Linked DNA regions of Arachis hypogaea: region 1 is linked to region 2. Evidence: chromatin contacts called from public Hi-C data. All regions are on one chromosome and are shown on one strand. The core of a region is the stretch at or near the end of the contact, and the rest is flanking DNA. Distances in the headings are between cores, read along the strand shown. Region 1 holds the start of LOC112732341. Region 2 holds the start of LOC112735963 (transcription factor RAX1).

Region 1 (6,889 bases), core at 1,911-4,410, 300 kb after region 2:
TTTAAACTCATTCGCAACAAAGAAAATTGATGCTATGCTATGTTCTAATGAAAATTCAAGGGTTTTATATTTCTTGTGTATTTCCTTAATATTAAATTATGACTTGTGCTGATTAACAGCAACTTCTTCTTCCCTTAATTTTACCCGATATAACTTTGGAGAGCATAAGAATCTCAGTATCTTCTGGATACAAGCCTTGCATTGAAGCGTAGCATCAATCATAGTCTTCATTCCTGCACAACAATTAGCTTCTTCCACGATTTTTGTTCTTATTCACAAGCAAAAATCAGAGGTATTCGCTTAGCATTATGCTGCCTATCTTCAGCCAATAAAGCAAGGAACCCACTGAAATTCCCACAAAAAGTTCAATTGTTCTTTTTCAATATCCAACCTATTTTGCAAACAATTCAATACCCATGTAAGTTAACATGTCTAAAGTCTAAACTTGTCAGCCGTAATGGCAAATTCACGCAAGGTACGAACAGCTATAAAATTCTGTTGATTAACAGCAATGACACAACTTGCATAAACTTTAGAGAAATGTGATTCACTAAGTTGCTCAGTAAAACGAAAATTATTATAGCATCCAAAATTGCTACTACCACATCTCACCAAAACATCGCCACTCCACCAGATGCCACCTTAAACCATGTCACTTGCTCTCTGATCAGGTGACTGTTCCTATCTTAACTCTCCCTGCTGTTGTTGGCTGATAAGGGTATCAGCCTCAATCCATATGACTGATTGAAAATAATTCACAGGTTATCCGGTCAATCCATTCCAAAAATTGCTTCCCATATCACCAGGGCACAATGTCCACTCTAGCCTGCTTTATAGCTATACATGTACCCACGAAGCTTTCTTATCTCTTCTGATGACTCACTTAGCAAATGATCCACGTAGAGGCAGATTGTGGCTCCCCTGCAGCAGCATAGTAAGTTAGTAACCAAGCAACAAACTTACCTGTTTAGTGCTACACAAATTAAATAAGTAAAAAAGGAATAAAAGATAAAAGAAAAGAATATATTATTAACAGCGCTTACCCAAGAGGACCAAATGGCAGAAAGATAACATCCCATCGGAATTTAGGCAGCCTATAAGAAAATTAGTGTTATATATTAGAGGTGAGGGAAGCACCTGAAATAGCACATATTTGAAGGGGGATATAAACAGCAGAAAGAATAGCTGAAGATAGTATAGGAAGCAGTTATAGAATGGAAAATATTACCAGAGCAGGCATAACATCTTGATTTTCTTGAATGCTTTCTTGAATATGCATTGGTTCAAATGTACTAAAATACAAATAAGTTCCCTATGATAGTGTATACTAAAAAGTAAAAACCAACCCCATAGCTAAATTATATATTATATTCCAGTAATTTCATGCTTTTATATCTTAGTTGATTTTCAATTCCATATGGTGACCATGATTATTTGGTGGTTATCTATGAACTTACCTCAACATGTAATATAACCAGAACATTGCAGGAACAATGGCAGTAAACCACGAGTACCAGATCCATCTTCTGTGATGCACTGACTCATCAATCAATCCTTTCATGGAAAATGAGCACACTAAAACAGCCATCCAGTCTGTAAAAGCTATTCAATTAGTTTTTGACAACAGCCGCCACCACATAAATTGACAAATTAATAGCATATCATGTGTCTACTTCAATTGCAAGTTCATACTGATAACGAAGGCGATAAAAACCGAACATAGGGACTAAAGACACAATTTCTATAGAAAATGCAGAAAAAAAATAAGGAACCTAAAATAGGAAGTCTAGCTGAGGTATATGTATATAATTCTAGATAAGTAAAGGAATGAACCTGCAGAGATAATCATCCATGAGTAGATGTCCTCCATGAAATAGGCATAAGGCCTCTGTTTATCAAGAACAAAGAAAGGTTAACAGCATATTCAGTAAAACAAACAATCACAAAAATCAGAAAATGAAAACGTTATTAGCTACAATGACTTCAATGCTATATATTTGGAAAAGGAATAATAAGAGTGTACGACCACAAAGCCTTCCAACATACAAAATTCAATTGTCCTCTTGGTAAATAGGCAAACGACTTATTTTCATCCAAGGCATACAAAATACGTTATCATCAAAGACAAAAGCAAAAAAGTTTAATAGTTTCAACATGGATCAAACACATAACAAGCCTCAGAAGACTCAAAATCAGATAACAAAATAAAAGAAAAGAAAAAAACAAATAGCTATTATTCCACGCAACATTCTCACATCACATGCATGCTTGAAAGAGAGTTGCAACATACCATCTCCCATGGAGATGTAACCTGTTTGAAGATGGAATACAAAAGAAACTGCATGTAACAGAAGAGCAGAATGGCAAACACCCTCTACATAATAAAAAAGGAAAATAAAATCAGAGATGAGTTCATATAAAAAAGATTAAAATCAAATTGACTTAAAAAGAAAAAGGAGATGATACCCTCCAAAAGCGATTATTCTCAGCTTGAGTGGCCTCTAAAGAGCGAACAAACTCTTCTTGCTCTGTAAACCAAAATTGGAATCACAAAATGACCTAAACTGATAGTTGCATTGAATAAAATGGAAAAGTGGAAACCTTGAGGGCCCATGGGACGAGAGTCTTCATCGTCGTGGATGGGAAGAGAGAACTTGTCGTCTCCTGAATTGCGCCATTTCCTTGCAAGCTTCTTCATTTTCCTCTTCTTCGCCCTTCGCCCTTCGCCCGTTGCCAATTTTTTTGCACATTAACACACAGCTATTGACCCCAATTATTTTTCTTACCAAAGTATTATTTTGGTTCTAAATATTTGGATTTGGTTTCTAATATTTCAAACCTTTTAATTTTGTAACACTTTTTTTTAAATTTTTTTATATAAAATCTTAAATTCTAGCCATTAATTATCAACATTCTAAAATTAAAAAAAAATTAAATAAGTGACAATTGGTGAATTAATTTTACTTACAAATGTGTTATTTAGTAGAAAAAATATTGATAATTGATCGAGATCAGTTTAGCAACTTATAAAATTGGGAGAAGATTCTATTCAAAGGGAGTTATAAAGAATTTCAACACTTGCTTGCATATTTTTAATTTTGTAAAAGACTCGAGTTGGTATTGATAATATGATACGATTCGATTGGTAATCGATTTTGACTAGATAGTAAGGCAAATCTTTAAAATTGGGGAACATGACTTAGGAGACAGTTATCAAGTTGTATTTGCCGAGAACAGTTATTTTGAGTCATCACCAAATCGACAGGTGCCAGCACATAATTGGTGAAAGATGCTTATAAATAGAGTAGCAAATAAGGGATTGGAGGTTGAAAAATCGTTTCAGAAACACTCATATCCTCTGTGACTTTCTGAGACTTTTGGTCTTAAGTTAATTTCTGTAAGTTTTCTTCCATATTCTTATATTTCTTTATCATTTTTGCACTTTACATTAATGCAGTTTATCTTTCTCGCAAGTTCAATATTTATCTTTTATATTCTGGTTTTATTTTAAATACTTTGCAGCATTAATTATGTTTAGTAAAATTTTTCTTTACATTTTAAGTATGTATTTTCGCAAGTCAGATTGGTTTTGATTTACTAGTTCATCCTTAAAGACAGTAATATAAAAAAAAAGCTTGCTTCTTCATCGTGACAAAGAAGAGTAAATTTTGATTCCAGATTGGCTTTTAATGCATGGTAAAATTGGTATCCGCAAAGAGGATTATGTTTCGCTCCCAGAAAATAGATATTGAACCAACCTAGATGTTTTTGCAATTAAAATTTATTTGCATAGATTTGTGAAAACTCTGTAAAACAAATTGACAAGTCCAGTAAAACAGTTTTTTAAATATCAAAGTTGTATTTTCAATTTCATGCATAAAAGGATTTCAAAAGTGTATGCGATTGCAAAGTGGTAGAATTATTAATATGTTTGAAAAAGTTTCAAATAGTAATGTATAATCAAATGTACCAGTAGGTATCGCACAAACTTCTGCAAATTCATTATCACATACAGAAAGAAGTACCTAAAATTCTAGAAAATTGTTGTAGTTGTTAAAGCAAATACTAGGGGTAATGGGTGAAATCCATGCCCTAGAAGTGCGCTAATACAAAATCTATTACCAGTAACTACAAAGTGGCGCCTATTTGGCCTTCCTCTTGGCTATATGCCACCATCAGGCAGTTACGCACCTCCAGTCAGATTTGGAAATGCGCCAGTTACATTGAATAACCAACCACTCGAGATTATTCAGTTGGTTCCTTGTCCAATAGTTCAGGATCAATGACTACTTTTTGTTAGCATATGGATGTGAGTCATCATGATTTAGTTAATTTACTAACTCATCAAATGACTGCAATTCTTAACCCAATTATGACTGATAATAATACTAAGTATGATCAGTTAGCTAGGTAAGTCGATAGAATTGTTATAATTGTAAATTTGATGAATGGTATGGTCAACCTCAAAATATACGTTATAATAATGAGAAAAGTTTCCATAACAATCTTAATGACAAAAATCATCCTCACGTCGTTCGACGTGGTCAAAATGCTGATGATGTCTTGAATTGAATTCGAGCTAATCAGCGTGGTGGTTATTATCAGATGATAAGGATTGTTGAAAATACCCTCAATCGAGTAGGTATTAATGTGGTATTTATGCATCGACCTATATCGTTTTAGCTTTTCCTGAAACAATACAAATGGCTAAGGTACCTACGGGGTAAAAAAAATCCTAAAATTGTTACCAAGTTTGTTGGAGAAGTACGAGAATCAACTGTAGAGCATATTGCTCGATATTTGGCTAAACTTGGAAATCTAGCAAACAATGAAGATTTGAAAATGAAGTTTTTTCTTTTTATTTGACAAAAAAATATTTTTACATGGTTTTTGAATTTAAGACCCAATTCGAGTTGGGCTCAATTGAAAAATACATTTCATAGTCAATTTTATAGAGGTGAATCGAAAGTAACTAACAGATTTGTTTGCCTTTAAAATAGAGGATGATAAATTAATAGATGATTATATGATTCGATTAAAAAATGATCGCAGTCAATATTTTGTGTCGATTCCTGAAAGCAAGATTGTCAAAGTAGTAATCAAGGGTTTTTGACGTTAGAGATTTTTGCCAGTAAAGAATATCATAAAAATAGTCGCATTGTAGATATAGTTTCTAAACCAACAAAAATCCCTTCATACAAACGTTTTGGTTGTCACAAGTAACAAACCCCTTTAAAATTGATAACCGAGTATTTAAACCTCGGGTCGTCTTCTCAAGGAATTGCAGGGAGGTGTTCTTATTATTGGTTATGAGTTTGTAAATTGGGGGTTTTAATGTATAAGATAAAAAGCAAGAATAGTAAATGACAAGAAAGTAATATTGTATTAAATTAAATAAATAATAAAACTCTTGGCAAGGTATAAGAACTGGAAGTCCTATTCTTGTCAATTGCGACGAGAATTGGGTTTTAATCCCACTTTGTTAACCTCTAACTATGAAGGTAAATCAAGTAGATTAATTAGCTTAATCCTCAGGTCCTAGTCAATTCCTATGGAAAGACTAGAGTTATTGGAGCAACTCCCAATTTCAACCACTGCTTTATTTGACAGCTTAAGCGTTACCAATAAATCAACCAAAGCCAAAAGGGAAAAATCTAAATTATTTATATAATAAAAAGGAGCAATCATAAGTCTGAAATACCTCAAGATATATTAAATAGAAAATCAATCTAAACATAGAGAGTCATAAACAAAATTGAGAAAAGAAATAAAAGAACATTGAACCTGGGATTGAGAGTCACTCTAAAACTAAGAGAAATCCTAAATCCTAATCCTAAGAAAGAGGAGAGAACCTCTCTCTCTAAAAACTACATCTACTCCTAAAATTGTGAATATTGAGAGCCTCCTATGAATGGATGCAGTCCCCCACTTTATACCCTCTAATCTGTGTTTTCTGGGCCGCAAACTGGGTCAGAAACAGTCCAGAATTCGCTGGTTTCGAATTTTGCCACGCTGGATTTCCGTCACTGCGACGCAGCCGCATGGATCACGCGGTCGCGTCGCCTAGCGTCAGGGGAACTATAACATATTATATATCAAATCGAAGCCCCAGACGTTAGCTTTCCAACACAACTGAAACCGCATCGTTTGGACCTCTGTAGCTAAAGTTATAGCCGTTTGAGTGCAGAGAGGTCAGGCTGGACAGCTTAGCAATTTCTCCAACTTCTTGCATTCCTTCCACTTTTGCATGCTTTCTTCCCATCCTCCATGCCATCCTTGCCTTATAATATCTGAAAACACTTAACACACATATCAAGGCATCTAATGGTAATAAGAGAGGATTAATAATAAGCAAATATAAGATCAAAGAAGCATGTTTTCAACCAAAACACATAATTAGGAAGGACATATAAAACCATGCAAATAGTATGAATAAGTGGGTAAAGAGTTAATAAAAACCACTCAATTGAGTACAAGATAAACCATAAAATAGTGGTTTATCAACCTCCCCACACTTAAACAATAGCATGTCCTCATGCTAAGCTCAAGAGAAGCTATAAAGATGAAGAGGAATGGTAGAATGCATGAAATGCAACCTATCTATATGAATGTAACTACATGCAAAAAATGTTTCTACCTTCTTGGTTAAAAGTAAATAATCTCTTCAAGACAAACGTAAACCAGATTTCACTAATTCAAATCATACAATAAAAAGCAAGTAAACTTGTAAGAAGACAGCTCATGAAAGCAGGGAACATAGAATCAAGCATTGAACCCTCACTGGTAGTGTGTATCACTCTAATCTCTCAAGTGTATAGGGTTATTCACTCTACTCTTCTCTAGTCATGCTTTCTAAACCTTGTTCTTCATCTAACCAATCAACAATATT
Region 2 (6,468 bases), core at 3,083-5,582:
TGACTCTTATTTGGGTCCTTTCTACTATTATTATATGACATTAGTGACCAAAATCGCCAATAAACAAAACGGTCCTTCTGTATTATGCTTCACCCTTTTGATGAAAATAGCAATTCATATTTGATAACGAATAAATCAAAATAAGTTAAGATATACAGATAGATTTCTCAGGATTACGTCAGTACGATGTGCCTAACCCCATATTAATAAAGCTCACTAAAATTTAGAAAAAACTGGTTTTTCATTACTTTTGAGTGAATATTTAAATTATTCTCTGAAATTACATTTATAATTTAATCTAATTCTTAAAATTTTAATTTATTTAATTTGATCTCCTAATTTAATATCTGTAAATTATATTAGTCTTCAATTTACAAAATTATTAAATGCTTTGTAGGGAATAAACTAAGATAAAAAAATTTCAATTACTATTTCAGATAATAGTTAAAAAGTTTAGTGGGTAGCCATCACAAATATGGATTCACGTGGATAAAAAATATTAAATTAAAAATTAAATTTAGTAAATCAAAATTTTAGAAGTAATTGTATGGACCAATTGAAATATTAACTCTTAATTTTTTTATATGAGAAAGTGTGATATTTTATTGGGACAAATTTGAATTGACTAGTAGATGTGAATTTTTCAATCTGCATCTCAAAGAACATGGTACATGACTAACTATCATACCGCAAGAGAATCATCAATAATTCAAAGGCAAAATCCATCATAAAATATCTAGTTTGGATGGTTTATATTTCTCTTGAAGCTTTTGATTCTTTTTTCTTTTCCAAATAGGAGAAAAAACAGCTTTTTTTTTTTTTTTTTTTCCAGGATCTTCAAAAACTATTCAATAGTAGATTGACGGTGAAGCTTTAAGCGAGTCCCAATTAGCTATAATTTATAAGGGGTGATGTTAGGTAGTTAAAAAATAATTACAATATAAAAATGTCATATAAAAATTTTCATTTTTTTGATAAACAAGTAATATGTATTTTTTAATCATTTATCTTTCTTATCAACTACTATTTTGCTGTATGTTTGGAGTCATTAATATTTTTTTCAAAATCAATTTCAATTTCTCTCAAATCAAATTCCTAACATTTCTCAATTACATTATTATCCATTAAAATATAATAATTTTCTGCAAAAATTATAAAAATTAAATTAAAAATTTTTAACAACTTCAACTATACAATTTATATTTTACATATAGACTATTAAAAAATAAAACATAAAATATAAAAAAAATTAAAAAATTAATTTTTAAAAATAATTATTAACTGTTATATTAAAATCAATAAATAAGCATACATATGAATATTAAATAAAAATATTAAAATAATTAAAATTATGACCTATTAATGTGCATATGAGATAATTTGAAAAATACAATAAGATGTATAGTTTAAAATTTGATAATATTAATTATAAAAATTTATTAATTATAGACATCATATAGGTATGAAATTATGAATATTATGAGTACAAATTATGGATGTTATTAATATGAAATAATGGATGTTATGTGTATGAATCTATGGATGTTATGAGTAAATTTATCAATTGAAGAAATTAATTTAAGAATTTGATATTTTTTTAAATTCAATTATGATAAAATTTAAAAACATCTGTGTTAACTTTATAGTTACTTATGCAATAACTAAAAAATGATATGTATATGGATGTAATATCTAATAAACATAAATTTAATTTTTAGATATTAGTTGTATGTAATTATGGATGTTATGTATATGAACGTATGAATGTTATGCGTATGAATTTAGTTAGTACAGTATAATTATAAATGCACATAAAAGCACAAAAAAAAAAAAATTAAATCAGTTTATTATCATACCTCATCAAAGCTAGTGTGTTTTTCATATTCTCGAAAATTGGTTGACTGACAACAACCTCGTCGAGTGAGTTCGTCTGTTGTTCAAATTCTTCATCAGCATCTTCTACCATAGGTACCGTATTAAAGTCGAATTCAAATGTCATACTATTTGCAATGATAAATGCGATTTCTTGTAAAATTTCTTGACTTATACACTATTGTGCTTGTAATGGTATTAGAGTTATGATTTTTGAATGATCATAATTGAATTAATGGAAGGTATATATTACAAAGAATCAAGTGCAATTAAAATGCTTTAACGGAAATAAAGAATTAATGATTTTTTCGTATTTCTATTGATTGATATTAAATGCCTTAAAGAAAATAAAGAATCAAGTGCAGTTAACTCAATTAATATATATTATCATTACCGTCCATTCTTATTATTATTATTATTAATATTTAATGTATTATTAAATATAAAAATTAAATTATAAAAAAAATATTAAGTATTAATTACAAAAATACCTAATAATAAGAGATATAATATTATAATTAATATGATTAATAAGTGAAGTTGATAAGAATATAATAAGTAGAATGATAAGAGAGTGAAATAAAAAATAAAATTATTATTAAATGATATAAATAAAATAAATTATCAAAAATTTTGATTAATTATGGCTGAAATTTGTTTGTTACCAAACTTTTTTCAATTTATAGATTAAATTCTAGTAACTTAATTGTTATAATCATTATCCTGTTCTCATGATCTGAAATATCTTAAGCTACAGGCTTTTGTTTGGTTTTCAATCCTATCCAATTTGCGATCAAAACACGTGATCGGTATTATTTGATCCATATGATTGTTCTTTTTAAAAATTTTAATTAATTACTTATTGTTTTTATCTTTAATATTTAACATTTAAGGCGTTTTATTTTTGTCCAAAATATTTTGTTATTTTTTTTCAGTCAAAAATAAAATTTTTGTCTTAAAAAAAAAAAAGACGAAAGAAGTTTGAAGCAAAAATAAAATGTTTAAATATTAAAAAAATTTAAGATTTACTTTAAACATTAAAAACTAAATCAATTTTATATTCTATTTTATAACTATTTTTGAGAATTGCATTGGACGGTTAATTGCTTTTTTTTTTTTTTTTCTGATAGAAAGGCCATAAAAGCATTATTTGAGTCCTCAATTTGAATTATTAAAGAATTCTTTGATTATATTATATCTCTATTGAGTATGATAGTTGATAAATTGAAAGAAATCAAAGCTAAATATTGGTTATGAGTAAAAGTAAGTGTGATTAGAAGGCTTGTGAAATTGGTATAATGAGAAGGGGCAGAGGAAATGGAAAGTGTACGGAGTAAGCATAAAATTAAAGTGAGTTAAACCCAAAGAAAAAGTATTGTAAGTAAGTAGCAAGCATGCCCTCGGTTGATGGAAACTGTTGGTTCTAAGCCAACAGGTTTTGGCTTTAAAAAGAAAAGATATTGTTCCAAATGAATTGAAATTATTAATGCCGCTTCAACTTCAACAACAACAGACAAGGATCATGGGGTTGTTGCACTTTGGTCTTTAGAGATAAGATGTTGATGGATTTGACTAATATACAAATACTAATACCATACAGTGCATCGCTTTAATTTAATGTAATGTAATCTAATCTAATCTAAGTCCATCCTAGATAACCTCTTGAAACTTGAAAGAGAATATTAATATACTATTATATGTCATTGACATTTTCCTAAAAGATGGAATAATCCCACCAAGATGTTCCACTTTCTTGTGTTTTGGATTGGAGTGATGCCTCCATATCGATGTCTAAGATTCACTGTAGCACAATCCATCATATTTCCACTTTCTTAAATTAATTAATTAAGAAAAGAACATAGCAAAAGGTTTTGTTTAATCAAGTTATAAGTCACATCTCCTTCCTTTTACTATTCAATGAAGTGAGGGAATTCATCATGGAAAGAAAATGAATTTGTTAGGGATTTGGATATTCTGGGGTGTTCAAAGTCCCATGTCGGATAGTATGGGATGCTTTATATTATATATAAGGAGATTAGTTCTTCTCTTTTATTGGCTAATTTTTAAGGTGTGGTTTCTCATTTTTCTTAGTCTCTCTATAGATTATAGTTTCCTGTGTCTCTTATTTTTTATTTTTTTCAAACCGTTGCTTCAGCAGTTAACTATCCTGTCTATCACATTTGTGTTGTTTGTAGATGTTTGGGGCACCCAGGTATCATGGCCTATTGGGCTGGGTATGGTAATGTGGCCCAGTTTGGATGATGAATGAATCATGGTCCATTTGATATGGTGATGAGTGCTAAGTACTATTCTATTTGTGGCTGAAGCATGTGATGTAATTGTGTGGGTGTGTTGTCTGACAAAAAAAAAAAATAATAATAAATAAATAAAAGTACTATTTGAAACCAAAACAAAAAGGGTACTATTCTTTTCTTTTTCTGTTAAATACTTACATTTGAGTGTACCTTGTGGTTGACCGGTTCTCACTTAATTGAAAAAATGGGGTCTATTTAAATAGCTTCTAGTTTGTGGTAATGCCCTAACAAAAGACAGAGAGAGTGGCAATGGGAAGAAGTCCATGCTGTGACAAAGCTAACGTGAAAAGAGGGCCATGGTCTCATGAAGAAGATGAAATACTCAAAAGCTACCTCAACAAACATGGCTCTGCTGGTAACTGGATAGCTCTTCCTCTCAAAGCAGGTTTCAGATCTCATCTCTCATCTACCTCCTTGTGTTTGTTTGTTTGTTGCCTGTCATTGTCTCTATCTATCTGACTAATGATGATCAAGGCCTTAAACGCTGCGGGAAAAGCTGTCGTCTGAGATGGCTCAACTATCTCAGGCCTCACATCAAGCATGGAGCTTTCACTGACGATGAAGACAAACTTATCTCCACCCTTTATGCTACCATTGGAAGCAGGTAGTAACAACCATCAACTACTTAACTTGAATCTTCTTCATTCATTTTATGTATTACGACGTTGTTTCTGTTTGTGTTAAGGTGGTCCCTTATAGCAGCTCAACTACCTGGAAGAACTGATAATGATGTCAAAAATCACTGGAACACTAAGCTTAGGAAGAAGTTCTTCGCAGGAGGAATAAACACTGCCAATGCCACTACTGTCCTCAACACTGCTTCTTCCAAGTTCCCAACTTTCACTCCTCAAATTGAAGCCTTTGATCATAATAACAACACCCCAACTACTTGTTTTGAGTCTGCTGTTTTGGGTTTGTACCAAACACCATTCCCAGTTCCATCAAAAATGCTGCCTTTGGAATCAGACATTTCAGCTGCTAATCCCTTGGTAATAAAAGAGAAAGATCATGTTGGTCATCAGTGGCTTGGTTATTATGCTGAAGAAGATGATGCATTCTTGCTTGATTTTGTGCAAAATGGATTTGCTTATTCTCAATATAAAAACACCCAACTAGACCCATCATCATCGTCGTCGTCATATATCTAATCAATTATATTAATGATAGTAGGATGCAATGAAATGATATTTGAGTTCAATTAAGAGTTGTAGTATCCTTTTGCATATTATTTAGTCGTGCTCTTTAATATTCATTCATTGTCACGAAAGTTACACCGATATGCGGACGTTAAAGGATCCGGAAATTAAAGGGTCACGAAAGTTTCGTTGGCTGCTCAAATATACAATTTCCAACAATGCCAGGGTCCCCCCATCTGACAATTATTAACAGCTACCGTTTGTCTCTTTCTGGGGTACCATTAATAATAGATCGAGGATGCATTATGATTATGGGACTGCTTCCTGAACCATAAAAGTTCACATATTATACAAATAAATCTCTAAGTATCAATCTATCACATCCTGTAAACAAGGGTTTAACGATCGTGTGCTAAAAGGATACGTTAAGATTATAAATTAAAAATTTTATAAATATTTAAATTTTTAATACATTTATTTTATATTTATTAAATAAAAAAATTTAAAATTTTTTATTAATAATAAATTTTAGGACACAGGCTGACTAAACTCTATAAACAAATACATTATACCATTATCTAATTAAACACGATATTTGTACAAGACGGCATGCTATTGCTGTGCGTGGACGACGCCATGGTTAGGATCATCAATAATGCATGCAGCCAAATTTTTTGTTGTCAGGGTCTCCACTGCACCGAACCGCCAAACATTATTGGTGATTGTTTCCATACCACCGTTAATTTGGTAATTGCTCTCGTATCTCAAGATTTGTAAAAAAAATTCATATTCCGTATATATAGACTAATATAGTATAGACACGATATCATTAATTCTAGTCAACTAATAATTAAATAATTTTAAAAATTAAAATTTAATATATTTTAAAAGTATATTAAATATTATTTATATATAAATACTAATATATGTGTACTATTAATTATACATGATTAATTATGATTAAATATTATATTTTATTAAAATTAATACAAAATAAAAAAATTTTCTTCTTTTTTTCGTTCTCCTGTGACTTCTAACTCTCAAAAACTAAAGACCCTCAATGCAGAGAAACACTTCACTCTCAGATCTGAATTTTTGTCGGCAGATTTTTTACTGTTGTCGTTCACCAACACCACCACATTTTT

Evidence for each region. Hi-C and Micro-C count contacts between places; a contact is called where the count stands out from the background.
Region 1: a Hi-C map of leaf shows a contact between it and region 2, with 4 times the contacts expected there. The contact joins the promoter of LOC112732341 here to the promoter of LOC112735963 in region 2. A contact is called at or near these places in 2 of 8 Hi-C or Micro-C datasets (leaf and an unstated tissue).

Annotation. Positions count from the first base shown.
Region 1 is chr13:88,160,235-88,167,123 of arahy.Tifrunner.gnm2.J5K5, forward strand. LOC112732341 reads right to left here and starts at 3,161. Exons shown (of 7, transcript XM_025781034.2): 1 at 2,602-3,161; 2 at 2,467-2,528; 3 at 2,291-2,374; 4 at 1,834-1,888; 5 at 1,458-1,593; 6 at 1,044-1,094; 7 at 352-921. The coding sequence starts at 2,698. The coding sequence ends at 822.
Region 2 is chr13:87,855,219-87,861,686 of arahy.Tifrunner.gnm2.J5K5, forward strand. It overlaps LOC112735963 (transcription factor RAX1), which reads left to right and starts at 4,333. Exons shown (of 3, transcript XM_025785363.3): 1 at 4,333-4,572; 2 at 4,662-4,791; 3 at 4,873-5,385. The coding sequence starts at 4,437. The coding sequence ends at 5,335.